Regions from separate parts of the Ovis aries genome. Here region 1 is linked to region 2. The links are chromatin contacts, called in public Hi-C maps. All regions are on one chromosome and are shown on one strand. The core of a region is the stretch at or near the end of the contact, and the rest is flanking DNA. Distances in the headings are between cores, read along the strand shown. Region 1 overlaps TICAM1 (TIR domain containing adaptor molecule 1). Region 2 holds the start of PLIN3 (perilipin 3).

Region 1 (5,292 bases), core at 2,687-5,186, 48 kb after region 2:
TCTTAAGCACAAACTGAAGACCCTGAGGCCCGGCTGCCGAGGGGCGTACCTCCTGCACGCCATGGTGCTCCTGAAGCTGGGCCAGGAGACCGAGGCCAGGATCTCCCTGGAGGCGCTGAAGGCGGATTCGGTGGCCCAACTGGTGGCCCGCAAGTGGGCTGGGGTGGACAGTACCGAGGCTCCAGAGGAGCCCCCAGACGTGTCCTGGGCCGTTGCCAGGGTGTACCACCTTCTCGCCGAGGAGAAGCTGTGTCCTGCGACTATGCGGGAGGAGGCCTACCGGGCAGCCCTCCGCGCTTTCAGCTCTAGGGACGACCTCCAGCTGGGGGAGCTCCAGGAAGAGGCCCGGGACCGGTGCGGGTGGGACGTCCTTGGGGATCTGGGAGGAGTCCAAACACTGCATTCCGATCTGGGCTGCCTCCCGCCGTCCTCGGCCTCACTTTCCCGGACGCGCAGCGACCCGCAGCCCATAGAGCATCTTTCGGGCTGGAGCAGAGCGTGTTCCCTAAGGTCCACTGGCAGCCTGGCCTCCCTGGGCAGCAACTTGGAAATCAGTCAGTCGCCCACCATGGCCCTCCTGAGCGTGCACCACAGCCCCCACGGGCCCAGCAAGCTGTGTGACCATCCCCAGGCCAGAGTGGTGCCCGAGCCTGCCCCTTTGGGTTGCCAGGAACCCGAGGAGATGAGCTGGCCCCCATCGGTGGAGGCTGCTGGCTCCCCGGTGCGGCCTAGCAGCCCAGGCCCCGGGCTTCCCGAGGTGACCACCGATGCCTGCCCCGCCAGCCCGCACAACCCACCGGAAGTTCCGGAAATCAGCGCCCACTATCCGGTGGAGTGTACGGATGTGCCAGCAGCCCCGAAATCTCTCCCCTCGCCTTCCAAAAACGCCTGCCTAGTCACAGATCAGACGCCAGTCCAACTTTCAGAGGAAGACACCGCTTACCTGTCGGCTCAGCCACGCCCACCAACTCCTTCTGTGCCCCAAACATCCCCATCTTTTCCTTCCCCATCAACGTCTCCCTTTCCTTCCCCATCGACCCCTCCTACGGCTCACCCGACCCCTCCTACGGCTCACCCGACCCCTCCTACGGCTCACCCGACCCCTGCTACGGCTCACTCGACCTCTCCTAAGGCTCACCCGACCGTCTGGAACCCAGAGCCCCCTACTCCGGAGCTGGAGTCCGAGCAGAAATTCTATAACTTTGTGGTGCTCCACGCCAGTGCAGACGAGCACATCGCATTGCGCGTGCGCGAGAGGCTGGAGGCGCTGGGCGTGCGCGATGGGGCCACGTTCTGCGAGGATTTCCAGGTGCCCGGGCGTGGCGAGCTGCACTGCCTGCAGGACGCTCTGGACCACTCGGCATTCATCATCCTGCTGCTCACCGCCAACTTCGACTGCCGCCTGAGCCAGCATCAGACGAACCAGTCTCTGATGAGCAGCCTCACGCGCCAGGGATGGCAGGACTGCGTGATTCCCTTCCTGCCCCTGGAGAGTTCCCTGGCCCAGCTCAGCCCCAGCACGTCTAGCCTGCTTACCGGCCTGGTGTTGCTGGACGAGCACTCCAAGATCTTCGCCAGGAAGGTGACCAACACCTTCAAGCCCCAGATGCTGCGGGCCCGCAAGGCCAAGTGGAGGAAGGAACAGGATGCCCGGGCACTTCGGGAACAGAGCCAACAGCTGGAAAGTGAACGGCAGCACGCAGCGGCGTGGGGCGCGGCGTGGTCGGCTTATGTCCATAGCTACCTGGCCTACCAGACGCAGGTGGAGAAGCTCCAGGTTGCTTTGGCGAACTACATGCCATTTGGAACTCAGCTGCCCTTTGGGGGACAGGGGTCCCTGGGAACCCCACCATCACCCTTTCCCACCCTGCCGGGTCATCAGCCACCGCCCCTACCTCCTTGGCTGGGGGGCACACCCCCGCCGACCTTCCCGCAACCCCCGCCGACCTTCCCGCAACCCCCGCCAACCTTCCCGCAACCCCCACTGACCTTCCCGCAACCCCCGCCGACCTTTCCGCAACCCCCACCGGCCTTCCAGCAAGCCCCACCGGCCTTCCCACAGCCCCCGGACTTCTCACAAGCACCACCTGCGCGTCCTCGGAGCCCTGGGCTCCAGCCCCTCATCATACACCATGCGCAGATGGTACAGCTGGGGGTCAACAACCACATGTGGAATCAGAGAGGGACCCAGGCACCCGAGGACCAGACGAGGGAAACGGAATGACCAAGTGACTGGATCCGATGGCCTCGGCTTTAACCACTCCCCTTCATCTCTAGGGGGCGGTGGAGCACGGGGTTGTTTGCTACTTTTAGGACACTGCAGGGGAGAACTTCCATCTCAGGAAATAGGGCAAAATGGGCCCCATGACTTTCTGGCCCTGGAGGTGGCCAGAACTGGATATGAGTTTATAAATTCTCTCTCTTGCCCTCTCTCTAGATGGTAGTGATGGGGAATGAGCTGGGGGTATGGGTATGGTGTTTCAATTGTAATAAATATTTATTGAATGCTTTGATAGCACCATTGTACTCAGGAAGGCCTGCTCCTTGCCATTTGTCAAGATAAAAACGTGGCTAGTGGGACTTCCCTGGTGGCCCAGTGGTTAAGACTCTCCGCTTCCAATGCAGGGGGCACGGGTTCCATACCTTGTCAGCGAACTGAGATCCCACATGCCATGCTGTGTGGCCAAAAGCAAAACAAAAAAACAGGTGGCTATTATTGCCATAAAAGGAACAGGAGCTGAAATTTTGGTTTCACTTCATTGGTCAGGATGTAGTCCCCTGGACTACCCCCAGGTGCAAGGGAAGCTGGGAAATATAATCTTCTCACAGGCCATGTGCTTTGCCAAAAGTGTTGGTTCTAATTCTAGAGAAGGTGGAGAGAAAACACATTGAGAGTACATATAGCTGTTTCTGTTGCAGCCCTTTTTTGGGGAAGAAGGGTTCTGCATTGATGCTCTTACCTTGAAGGCTGGACTCAGATCACACTGTGTATTCTTATACAAGTGCCTTCACCTCTCTTGAGCCTCTGCTTTCTCACCTGTGAAATGGGTTTACGAGGCCATCGTTCCAAGGTCATCAGCGGATTGTGGGCAATTGCACTGAAATACCAGGGACAGTGTAAGTGCTTGTTAACTTCGTGTCTGGTATGAAGGGGATTAATCTTTTTAAGGGTCTCTTATTCTCTTTTGAGGAGAAGGCAATGGCACCCCACTCTTACTCTTGCCTGGAAAATCCCATGGATGGAAGAGCCTGGTGGGCTGCACTCCATGGGGTCGCTGAGGGTCAGACACAACTGAGCAACTTCACTTTCACTTTTCACTTTCATGCATTGGAGAAGGAAATGGCACCCCACTCCAGTGTTCTTGCCTGGAGAATCCCAGGGACGGGGGAGCCTGGTGGGCTGCCATCTATGGGGTCGCACAGAGTCGGACACGACTGAAGCGACTTAGCAGCAGCAGCAGCATTCTCTTCTGAGAATAAGAATAGAATTAACGTTTGTTGAGCACTTACTATTTATCCATTCTGGAGGCTTTACATATGTAAACATTCTAATCCTCAAAAATGACCTCCCTGGGACTTTTCCTGGTGGTCCAGTGGTTAAGACTCCAAAGTCCACTGGAGGGGATGTGGTTTCCATCCCTGGTCAGGGAAATAAGATCCCACATGCTCTGGGGTGCAGCAAAAAAAAAAAAAAAAAAGACCCTCCCCCGGGAGTAAAAGATTCTGTTACTGGTCCCATTTTGCAGATGGGGAAAACCAAGGCTGAGAGAGGTGAATTCTGGCCCCAAAGCCACACTGATTGTAAATGGGGAGATTGCAATGCCGTGGTCGGATTTCTGAGGGAGGAAAAGAGATCAGCCCAGGAAGGGTGTATGTGGGTCAGGTGTGTAGGCCTTCTCTGGCCCAACAGCAGGATTTGAACTCTGCCTTAGCATGCCCTTTCTTCCACCAGCCACCCCAAAGGGCGGGCCTGGTGTGAGTCACCCAGGCTGTCACGCACCGTTTGCTATTTTAGTAGCTGACTCAGATTTTGTCAAGGATCTGCTCCTGAACCGGCCTTCCCCCAGTGAAGTGAAATCTGGAAAGATTAGGTTTTTGGTTGGGGTGGGGGTCAAGGGAACAGATGGTTTCCCTTTTTTTCTATTCTTTTTGACCCTGCAGCGCGTCTTACAGGATCTTAGTTCCCTGACCAACAACTGAACCTGGTTGACCCCAGTGAAAACGCTGAGTCCCAACCACTGGGCCACCAGGGAATTCCCAAACAGAAAGTTTCTGATGACTGAGGCTAGGGTCTGCCACAGTTCATCAGACACTTGCCATTTTTCCAGTTGACCAATATTTATTGAGCTCCTGCTGTGTGCCAGAATCATCCCAGATATTGGGGTGCAGTAGGGGCAAATGTGAACCGTCCCTAGTCTATTTTCAATTGCAGGCGGAGGTGGAGGGGAGGGAGCAGCGAATGAGTCATCAGATGAGGAAGTGAGGTAGTTTCAGTAAGTGAGGAGACTTCCGAGGAAATAAACAGGGCACCTAATGGTAGTGCCTCACGAGGAAGAACTTTGGCCCAGATAGCCAGGAAGGGCTTCTCTGAGGAGGTTGCATTACAGCCAATATCTAGAGAAAGAAAAGGAGCTGGTCATCATGGGAAGAACTTGGAAAGGAAGGTGATCTTTGGGGCAGAGGAAACAGGCTGTGCAAAGACCCTGGGGCAGGACCGCACATACCGTTGCATGAACAGCAAAGACAGACAGAGTAGGTGAGGGGGAGAGAGGGAGGAGGTCCGGGAGAGAGGGCGCAGGCAGGTCGTGCAGGGCTTTGTGGGCTGCAGGAGGACTTCGGTTTTTGCTCTCAGGGAGTTGCGAGCCCTGGAGGGCTATGGGCAAAAGAGGGGCGGAGTCTGACTCAGGTGCTCACATGCGCCCTCTGGTGGCTGCTGCAGGGAGGGCAGACTGGAGAGCGAGGCAGAAGCTGCGAGTCCAGGCCAGTGAGGCTGGGGGCTAGACCCCGGTGGAGGGAGAAGAGGGCACATTCAGAACGTGAGCTTTTATTTCGTCCCTGAAATGTTGTGAGTCACAAGTCACAGCCCTTTTCTGGGCTGCATCTTTCTCACTTGTGCCATGGACCTGGCAAGCTTCGGTCTGGAACTCTGGTAGGTACATCACTGCATCAACCCAAATGTATTTAAAAGATGATCGTTTTGAAAGCCCTGAGCTGAGGGCTTCACGTAGTGGATGGCACCCCAGGTGGCTCAGTGGTGTAGAATCTGCCTGCCAATGCAGGAGACATGAGTTT
Region 2 (5,026 bases), core at 73-2,572:
TCCAATGAGTCAACTCTTCGCATGACGTGGCCAAAGAACTGGAGTTTCAGCTTTAGCATCATTCCTTCCAAAGAAATCCCAGGGCTGATCTCCTTCAGAGTGGACTGGTTGGATCTCCTTGCAGTCCAAGGGACTCTCAAGAGTCTTCTCCAACACCACAGTTCAAAAGCATCAATTCTTTGGCACTCGGCTTTCTTTATAGTCCAACTCTCACATCCATACATGGCCACTGGAAAAACCGTAGCCTTGACTAGATGGACCTTTGCTGGCAAAGTAATGTCTCTGCTTTTGAATATGCTGTCTAGGTTGGTCATAACTTTTCTTCCAAGGAGTAAGCGTCTTTTAATTTCATGGCTGCAATCACCATCTACGGTGATTTTGGAGCCCCCCAAAATAAAGTCTGACACTTGTGTCCACTGTTTTCCCATCTATTTCCCATGAAGTGATGGAACCAGATGCCATGATCTTAGTTTTCTGAATGTTGAGCTTTAAGCCAACTTTTTCACTCTCCACTTTCACTTTCATCAAGAGGCTTTTGAGTTCCTCTTCACTTTCTGCCATGAGGGTGGTGTCATCTGCATATCTGAGGTGATTGATACTTCTCCCAGCAATCTTGATTTAAGCTTGTGCTTCTTCCAGTCCAGCGTTTCTCATGATAGAAGTTTCTCTGCATAGAAGTTAAATAAGCAGGGTGACAGTAGACAGCCTTGACGTACTCCTTTTCCTATTTGGAACCAGTCTGTTGTTCCATGTTCAGTTCTAACTGTTGCTTCCCGACCTGCATACAGATTTCTCAAGAGGCAGGTCAGGTGGTCTGGTATTCCCTCGGCTTACTCAGCTGTAAAATGAGGTGATAAAGGGACACCAAGTGTTGTGAGGACTGAGTGGCACGATACAGGTCAGGGCAAGTTGCTCATAATGCTAGATGGGGCCGGCTCCATCACCCTTGTTCGGAGGGGTCGGGATGGAGTGGTGGCGCCTGACAGAAGGAGGCCTCACGCAATGATCTCTGAGTTCTCACAGCCTCGATTGGGTAAGGAAAGGGGACCCTAGGATCATCTCCCATCGCCCAGTTCCCAGGGTCCCAGACGGGGAAGGGGCTCTCCTGGGCTGGCTCCGGGGTCGTACGGGTGTTGCCAGCTGGGTGTACAGTTGGGAGGGCGCCCTAGTTCAGCCTTTCCTGGACTTCACTTGTGGCTCCAACGTCCCAAGCCGGGCGAGGGGCGTGGCCTGGCGGCAGGCGGCTCCCAACAAGATTGGTCCTCCGACCCGTCACTCCCGGGCGCCCGCCCCCAAATATAAACGCTGGTCTTGGTCCGGCCCAGGACGGTTTTGGAGCTGGCTTTGAAGTAGTGGCGGCTGTGCCCTGGACGTCCCGCTGACCGCGGTGAGAGGCCAGGGGCCCCGATTGAGGTGGGGGCAGGGTCCGCTGAGTCCTGGGGTGCCCTAAGGGAGGTAGGGACAGGGAGGGCCTTCCTGGGGACTCTGCTTGTCTCCGCGGCCTGGAGAGGGGTCAGCCTGGACTGAGCACTCTTCCCTCCTCAGAGAAATTAAACTTCTGGAACAGGCTTCGACGTTCAGACTTTCTTCTCTCAATATCTAGGACTTTGGCGGGGGGGGAGGTGCACGAAAGAACACCCTAGAAGTGGCAGCATGGGGCGGGGGTCCAAGTTCCCCGTCCCAAACCACATCCTCCTGCATTGCTGACGCACTTTGGAGACAAGCCGTAGCCCATTCCGCGTAGAAATTCCCCCCCAACCCCGACCAGGGGAGCAATCCCTCTGCCTAGCAAAGCCCCTTCCTCTCCAAATGGTTTTGCCGCCTGGGGACTTGGCCCCTCCCTTGCCCTCCTTCTGGCACCCCAGCTGACTCTGGGAGGGTCTGGGGCCAATCCCGCCCCCTTTTCCTGAGTGGTGTGGCCAGTGGATTGCACAAAGTGGCGGTGGGAAGGCCTACCCTTTATCTGAGTCCTTGGGACGTTTGTAAAACCAGAGCCAAGGCTTGGGTTCCTTCTCGGGAGAACTCTGGAAGTTGGATCTTAGCATATCCTGGCTGCAGTTGGACAGCTGCGTGACTCCAGTTTCAGCCAGTTCTTGCTCTCACAGCTGAGGCCCGCTGCAGGCAGGTTGCTGACCCCCAAGGACTTTTATGGGGCAGGGGGGTGTGATATCTGCAATGGCCGTCCTTGGTTAAACCGATTCCAGAGGGACTGGATGTACAAAACGGATGGGAGGGAGGACCTGTGTGCCGTCCAGCTGAACTCAGACTCTGGGGAGGATGAGGGGGAGAACAGGAGTCAGGTGATGATCACCCGGGTGGATGTGCCTTCTCTCCCCACTTCCCCTGTGGGGGACCTTTGTACCAAGCAGAAGCTCAATCCTGGCTGGTTTCACCAGTTTCTGTGTGGAAGACAGAGTGGTGTGAAATGGATCCGTTTCCTGAGCGCCTGCTACATGCCAGGTCCCAAGCTAAGTGCGCACGCGCAATCTCTCCTCCAATCCGCAGGGACTCTGTGCTAGGAATGGTTACCTCCATTTCATAGATGTGGGAAGTGAGGCTCCAAGAACGGGTGTTGCCTTCCTAAGCTCCCACAGCCAGCAAGTTGCAGAGCTGGGATTAGAACCCAGTTTGGACACCAGAACTGGTGCTCTCAAAACATGGGTTTGCCGGGTTCCACTCTTGTGTGTGCACGCTAAGTCGCTTCAGTCACGTCCAACTCTTTGTGACCCCATGGACTGTAGCCTGTCAGGCTCCTCCCTCCATGGGATTCTCCAGGCAGGAATACTGGAGTGGGCTGCCATTTCCTTCTCCAGGGGATCTTCCCGACCCAGGGTTCGAACCCTCCTCTCTCATGTCTCCTGCCTTGGCAGGCAGGGTCTTTACCTACTTCCCAGGTTCTGAGAAGCCTGGGTTCCACTTCGGGAATGGCAAACACAATGTCTGGAAGAAAATGCTCAGACTCGAGGTCAGGGGTTCACCAGAGGCTTCTAGAATGACCCTGGGGGTCATTCATTGTGAGGGGACTTCTCTGGCCGTCCAGTGGTTAAGACTCTGAGCTTCCACTGCAGGTGGGGCACAGGTTTGATCCCTGGTCAGGGAACATGCCATGTGGTATGACCAAAAAAAAAAAAAGAAGCACTTGGAGAACCAGCCTTAAGGAAGGGTTAGCCCCATTTTACAGATAAGAGGACTGAGGTTATCAGGTTATCAGGTTATGAGGTTATCAGCTCCCTGCCCACTTGCCCAGCATAGGTGGGGCTGGGACTCCTGAAATGTAATCTGACGAGGCTCTAGTTTTTCCACCTGGCCAGGAAAGTGGAGCACCTGCGGCTGCTGTCATGCCTGCAAATATGTGCATTAGATTCACGCAGGGAACCTCTCTTTTGATTTCCCCATGTCCCTGAAACTGACATGACGGACCTGCACTGGGGCCAGGCATGGTCTCTCTAGCTTTTTTTTTCAATGTTATTTTTTTGTTTGAACAGATAGTATTATCTACTTGGCTCACAAGTCAGAGGCTTGCCCCAGCTACAATGATCTTTCTTCCTGTGTCTCTTTAAAGATTTATAAGCAAAAACTTTAGCTCCACTCACACCTTTGGTCTCTTATCAATATCTTGTGTTAGTCGCTCAGTAGTGTCCGACTCTTTTGCGACCCCAAGGACTGTAGCCCACCAGGCTCCTCTGTCCATGGATTCTCCAGGGAAGAATACTAGAGAGGGTAGCCATTCCCTTTTCCACGGCATCTTCCCAGACATGGGCTGTGTCAATTATGCGTGAGTTTTACAGTCTTCAGCCACTGCCCTGGGCTACCATTGTTATCTATCTTTATTGCCCTTCTTTTCAGCAACACCGGTACGCACATCTCTGTCCACGTGGCAGTACCAGTATGGGACTGTCCCCGAAGTGAGGTTTCTGGGTCAAAGGGAAGATGTCTTGAAACCCAGTAGTAACTGACAACTTGCCAACTCCAGGGGTTTTGCACCATAGTACTGATACAGGTGGGGCTTCCCAGGGGACTCAGCAGTAAAGAATCCACACGCCAATGCAGGAGACTTGATCCCTGCGTGGGGAAGATCCCCTGGAGAAGGAAATGGCAACCTACTCCAGTGTTCTTGCCTGGGAAATCCCACGGACAGAGGAGCCTGGTGGGATACAGTCCACAGGGTCACAAAGAGTCGGACACAACTGAGTGACTAAACTCAGATACAGGTGAGCCCTTGGAGGGCTGTGCGCAGACCTTGCCCTTGAAGTTGTGGCCCCAAGACCAGCTGCTCGAGCAGCAGCTGGGAGCTTGTTGGAAATGCAGACTTCTGACCTGATGAGTCAGCACCATTTTGAACAGGCTTACAAGGGCATGTAGTTGATCTAGAGGCAGAGTTCTAGGAAACTGGAGGGGTGGGGGAGCCCTGAGGGCAGGGGTGAACCTGGACTTGCCCGTGGAGGGAAGCGAGAAGCAGGCTGTGCCCTGACTAGTCCTTCTGTTCACAGCACACGCCTCTGAGAAATGTCCGCTGGCGAGACTGAAGCCGCTGCCAGCACCCAGGTGACGGCAGAGGAACCGGTACAGCAGGTGAGGAAGGCCCGGGATCTGTGGGAGGGCCTTCCCACACGGGGAGCCTTGGCAGAAGGCTGCTGGCAGCACAGGGGGGTCGAGAGACACCCTTCCAAGTGGGTCGAGTTCTAGACCCTAGCAGGTACCCCATTAACAGGTGAAGGTGGGAGAACTTGGGGTTCCCAGGGCTCTTGGGAGAACAGGGGTGCAGCTCTGTTTGAACTGCCTGGCTCCCCCAGCCAGTTCTAATGCACCTATCAGAGTCCTCCTTCTAAGAAAGTCAGTTTCTATTTCCACTTCTTCTCAGTTTAAATAAAATTCCCCCTGCTACTTTTTTTTTTTTTTTGGCCATGCCAGGACTCTTGGGATCTTAGTTCCCCAGCCAGGGATCGAACCTAAGCCCTCAGCAGTGAATGCTAGGCGTCCTAACCACTGAACTGCCAAGGAGTTCCCCAAAGCCCCTTTTAATAAA

What was found. A called contact is a pair of places that touch in the nucleus more often than the background predicts.
Region 1: a contact with region 2 is called in a Hi-C map of liver, with 3 times the contacts expected there. The contact joins the enhancer-like site here to the promoter of PLIN3 in region 2. A contact is called at or near these places in 11 of 16 Hi-C or Micro-C datasets (blood, hypothalamus, liver and 5 more).

What each region holds. Positions count from the first base shown.
Region 1 is chr5:17,154,110-17,159,401 of ARS-UI_Ramb_v3.0, forward strand. TICAM1 (TIR domain containing adaptor molecule 1) reads left to right here. Exons shown (of 3, transcript XM_042250120.2): 3 at 1-2,518. The coding sequence ends at 2,224. Among named protein-coding and RNA genes, the nearest start is that of TICAM1, 16 kb to the left of the region's middle. Within about 2 kb of position 3,937, at least 23 of the 54 cell types and tissues checked have an H3K27ac peak or open chromatin away from gene starts, as enhancers often do. A contact at or near this core is called in liver and tail adipose tissue, where this site is marked.
Region 2 is chr5:17,108,551-17,113,576 of ARS-UI_Ramb_v3.0, forward strand. It overlaps PLIN3 (perilipin 3), which reads left to right and starts at 1,323. Exons shown (of 7, transcript XM_042250118.1): 1 at 1,323-1,387.